2 separate regions of the Gossypium hirsutum genome follow, and region 1 is linked to region 2. Evidence: chromatin contacts called from public Hi-C data. All regions are on one chromosome and are shown on one strand. Each heading gives the region's core, a stretch centred on a gene start, on an enhancer-like site or on the middle of the called end of the contact. The rest is flanking DNA. Distances are from core to core; before and after follow the strand shown.

What was found. A called contact is a pair of places that touch in the nucleus more often than the background predicts.
Region 1: a contact with region 2 is called in a Hi-C map of leaf, with 3 times the contacts expected there. The contact joins the promoter of LOC121213624 here to the promoter of LOC107949460 in region 2. A contact is called at or near these places in 2 of 34 Hi-C or Micro-C datasets (both in leaf).

The regions. Positions count from the first base shown.
Region 1 is chrD01:33,457,089-33,459,788 of Gossypium_hirsutum_v2.1, forward strand. It overlaps LOC121213624 (trihelix transcription factor PTL), which reads left to right and starts at 1,352. Exons shown (of 2, transcript XM_041086434.1): 1 at 1,352-1,971; 2 at 2,515-2,700. The coding sequence starts at 1,532.
Region 2 is chrD01:32,804,945-32,807,644 of Gossypium_hirsutum_v2.1, forward strand. It overlaps LOC107949460 (transcription initiation factor TFIID subunit 12), which reads right to left and starts at 1,358. Exons shown (of 9, transcript XM_016884113.2): 1 at 683-1,358; 2 at 436-591. The coding sequence starts at 1,186.

The sequences.
Region 1 (2,700 bases), core at 102-2,601, 650 kb after region 2:
TTTTGACACTACCCTTGATTTTGGCCCCGGACTCGATTCAATTTAATTTTATTATAAAAAATTAATAATTCAAGTTTTTTAATTTAAAATCATTTTATTCAAAATGATCGACACAAAATGATTGGAACCTAGAGTGGTTTGGATTAAAAATGATTTGAATAAATAATTCAAAATGATATGGATCTCTTTTCTAAATTTAAAAAATGGGTAAAAATATATTTTTAGTTCTTTTTAATTTTGAAATTGGACAAATTAGTCCCTCTAAAAAATCTGGGAAATTTAATTCCTATCAATTTTGAATGTGAGAAATTAAGAACAATTAACCATGACGTTAATGTTTTCTATCATTTGTACATAATTTTGATTAGTATAATAACAAATTTAGCCATTAAAATTTACACATTTTGTTAATTTGGTAATAACTTAACAAATTTATCCTGTAATATTTTTGTAAATGTTAAATATTGAGGCTAAATTTGTTAAATTTTTTAGAATCTAGACCAAATTGACAAAACATATAAACATCGAGAGCTAAAATCATTTACAATTGACTGAAGACATTAATACCATGATTAATTGTCCTTAATTATTCACTTTCACTCTTAAAATTAACATAAATTAAATTAAAAAGAATGAATAAATGTTTTTATAAAAAATTCAAAAATTCTTTTACTTAAAATAAGCGGATACAAAATAAATATCAAAATCCAAGTTAAGGTACACCCAAATTAACCTGGGTTAGGATTAGAGGTGTTCATGGGCCGGGCTGGGCCCAGAAAAAATTTCGGCCCGGGTCCTAGGCCCGGGCCCGGCCCGGCCCAAAATATGGGCCTAGAATTTTGCCCAGGCCTGGCCTGGGAAAAAATTCATAAGCCCGGGCCCGGCCCGTTTTTTAAATATATACCAAAAATTTATTTTAAAAATTAAAATAAAAATTAAAAAAAGTATTTTAAAAATATTTTAAAATTAAAAAAAGTATTTTAAAAAAATTTTAAAAAAATTTTAAAATTAAAAAAAAAGTATTTTAAAAATATTTTAAAATTAAAAAAAGTATTTTAAAAAAATTTTAAAATTAAAAAATTAAAAAAAAGTATTTTAAAAATATTTTAAAATTAAAAAATAAAAATAAAAATATTTTTGCCGAAGCCCATATTTCGGGCCTATATTTTTACCAAAACTCTCCCATATTTCGGGCGGGCCGTCGAGCCGGCCCGGGCCGCCCGGCCCATGAACACCTCTAGTTAGGATTAATAGACACTCCAATTATGTACAAATGTAGGTAATTTTGGAAAAGATTGTAGCAAAATACGTATATTTGTAGAGTGTGGGACCGTTGTCCTAAGCTTAATTTGGAGATTTTTCGTGGACGACACGATCCGAGTCTGCCGCTTTCTCTATCTCTCTCTCTCATACACTCTTTCTCTCTATTAAAAACTTTCTCTTTCACTCTTTATTTTTATTTTTCTAGCTTTACTCTACTCTTTCCTTTTCCTTATCCATTGTTTTTTTCTTTTTGGATTCATAAATCGATATGGAAATGGAGGATCATCGTCACCATCAATATGCCATACCCGATCTTAGGCAACTACTCAACGGAAAACCCATCAATTTCCAAGCAATTCCACAGGATACTGAGTTATTCTCCCCCGGCCACCACCGGAATCTGCCGCCATCGCAGCAACCCCACCACCCCTTCGATGTGATGCAAATGGTGGGTAGACATGAGTTCCCTTCTGATTCTACTGGTAATACTAATGGCACTCCCATGGCTGCTGTTGCCACTGTCACTAGTGCTTCCACACTTAGTCCCAGCTGTGGGTTCGACGGTGAAGCCACTGCTTTTGGAGGTGACGGAGGAAATGGAAGGTGGCCGAGACAAGAGACTTTAACACTTCTTGAGATCAGATCTCATCTCGACCCCAAGTTCAAAGAAGCTAATCAAAAGGGTCCTTTGTGGGATGAAGTTTCCAGGTATATACAAATAATATATTTATTCTTCCATGCTCTCCATACCCTAATTCTCTATTTTCTTCCATTCCCAAAGCTAGCAACTTCACTCCACGGATTGTTTCTCCTTTTAAAGATATGAAATGGGGTTCAAACCAGGAACAGTATTACACGAGTTTTCTTCTTTTATTTATTTTTAAAGAAAATAAACGATAGCTGATCATTTCTATAGTCTTCAACTGACTTGCTCTCTTTTTTTCCTTTGAAAATGTGTTGCCTCCATTATTGTGCAAGTTTTTACTGGTTTTTACTATAAAAATGACTAACCTTTTGGATGTTTTAAGTACCCATCTGCAAGTTTTTTCCATGAAAAGACGTTTTCATCAGTCCCTTGCCGAAAGACCCATCTTTATTTTTCAATTTTGAATGGTCAAATAAGAGCTTTATCAACATTCATCACATGATATTTCCATGGTCATACAAATTTGAATTAGGGTTCATCTGTTTTCTAATAGGTTTAAAGTTTAATTTATTGCCATTTCCTTCCCTTTTCTCTTGGTGCTGTAGAGTCATGTTTGAGGAACATGGGTACCAAAGGAGTGGGAAAAAATGCAGGGAAAAATTCGAAAACTTGTATAAATATTATAAAAAGACTAAGGAAGGCAAGGCTGGGAGACAGGATGGTAAACACTATCGATTCTTTCGTCAACTTGAAGCTTTATATGGGGATACCAGCAACAACAATGGAGTTTT
Region 2 (2,700 bases), core at 108-2,607:
GGGATTGGTATGCTAAGGATCGAACCCTAGGTCTCATGCCACACAATACAAGAATCTGGCTATGAAGCCAAGAGGTTGTTGGCAACCACAATGTGTTATATAGTAGATAATAACACCTTAGCTCTCTTGACGAACTCCTTAAAGCAGCTTACTTCAACCTACCAATACTATATTCAAATTAAGATTAAAAATAATAATACAAGTCAGGGAGAAAGGATTAGTATTTTCTAGATTCAACCAACAGTTCTAAGCAGCCTTAAAAATCTAAAACATTATTAAGAACTCTATTAAAATATGCTAAAACTGTTATTACTGCGACCATTTAAATTCAACTAACATTTTTTAGCATTATTAGAACATTATTGACAAAAAATCAATGTCATTTAAATTAATAAAAAGAAATAATATACATTAATCCTTAAAAATAATACTAACTTGGGTAGAAGGGGACTGGCTAGTTGGTGAAGATGTTGGTCTAAGAGATGATTGCAAAGGCCTTTGTTGATGCTGAGCAGAAATCCCACCTGGTCTCATTTGTGAACTTGAACCAACTGATGATCCCATCCCTATTCCTCGCATCATTGGCCTTGCCTATGAAAAAGAAATATCACAAGAAGAGGAAATTTCAGCATCAAAAGCTCAAAATCGTGAGTGAAAATAACCCACAAGCTTAAAATCCAACCTGGGAAACATTGGAACTAGAGGTTCCACCGAAGGAATGGCCAAAGGAACCGGTAAACGGAGTGGATTGCGGAGGTGAAGGAGAAGGAGGCGAGGGGCCAGAATGGGACGAAGGAACACCGAGGGCAATGCTGCCTCGCGGCTGAGAGGAAAGTGAAGGGGAAGGAGACGATGAGGCGGAAGGAGAAGAGGAAGAGAAATGAGTGAACTGGGCAGAGTGCTGTTGCCATGGCCTCGAGAATGCAGCGGCGGATCTTGGCTGATGAGAGGGGAGAGCTGGTTTAGGCTGCGGCGGCTGTTTCGGTGGTGGTATGGCGGAAGGTAAGGGTTTCGGGATAGGGTTGGGGTTAGGGTTAGGGATTGCGGTAGAGGATGTTGAGGACGGGGGCGTTGGCGTTGTTTGTTGTTGAATTTGTGGCTGCGGCTGTGGTTGCGGAGGTGGGTCGACGGCGGAGGAAGGAGGAGGAGCATTAGGGGTTGGCGGCGGTGGTTGCTGTTGGTCCATCAGGAGTGCAAGGATGGAAGGATTGAAGAGGAAGTTTAGTTGGTTTATCAACTGTAGACGAGCTCTCTTTTTCCTCTCTGAACTTTTAAAACACACATTAAAATAAGCTATTGGATAAACTACAAATTTAGATCTTAATTTTATAAATTTGTCAATTTAATCCTATTTCTTTGTTTCGGGGTTTGAATGAAAATGTTTGCACTAAATATAAGGAAAGGAGTTATAAATATTGCTTATAATATCTGCAAACTTTCTATGGGGATTGGATAGTTGTAATCTTCAAATTTATTTATTATCTGTATTAAATTGGATAATTGTAATCTGTTTTTATTGGATTTATTTTCCAGTTCATTAAACTATCATCATTTAAACAAAATCTCACCATTCTGCATCTAATCTCCCTTGCTTAATACACTTAATGCATCAAAATAGGTATCATCATTTTAGATACTACTAAATGTTTTAATTAATATTATTAATTCCTTAAATATTCTCATTTGGATCATTTATAAATTTTCTTTCGACCGTTTTATTAAGGGTTAAAGTAAAAATTTATCAACGGTTTTAAAAAGTTGATTGACAAGGAAGCATAAAGAATGGTCAAAGAAAAAAGCTCTTAAAATATGCAAAATTCTGATAACGGAGGTGCTAGTGATTCTAGATCTGATGGGGATCGGAACACTAAGAAAGTGAGATTAAGGAAGGAATCGATGGAGAGGTTGCTACTATGGTTGTGGACTCTTATCTAATCCCGAATTTGTCTTGGAAGGACAAGCTTTTAGGGGGAGGAGCAGTCATTTTTGGTATGGCTTGTAATGACCCTAGCGAGGGAAGTGAAAGTGATTTTGAGTTGTTAGAAGGTGATGTGAGTACGACCATGGTCAATGGGATTCCAGCAATTGTCTTCTCGGACAGTATTTAAGAAATTCTCTTCAAAGAGATGGAATTGACGGTCGTACTCAAGCTTTTAGGGCGAAGCATTGGCTATAACACTCTTCATAATCAAATAAGCAGCCTATGGAAACCTACAAAACCATTCCATCTCATGGACATAGAAAACAATTATTTTTTTGTTAGGTTTCAGAACAATAAAGATTATAATCGAGTATTGACTCAGGGACCATGGATCATTTACGGCCAGTACCTTACTGTTCAACCTTGGACTAAAGATTTTACTTCATCGTAGCCATATCCCAGCGTGGTGATGGCTTGGACCCGGCTATCGAAACTCTCGAGATTTATATATAAATCGAAGACATAGAGGTCATCAGGGGGCTAGTCGAAAAAGTGGCAAAACTGGATTTTTTAAACTGATAGCAGAACCAGAGGCCAGTTCGCTCGTCTGGCTATGTTTATTAACATTGACAAGCATTTTCTTTCTCAGGTTATGGTCGACGGCATCGTCTAATGAGTGGAATATGAGGCGCTTCAACAATATGTTTTTTTACAGTAAGTACGGGCACGTCAAGGATTTGTGCCTGTCAGTGGTGGTAAATCTGACCTAGAAAAGTAAT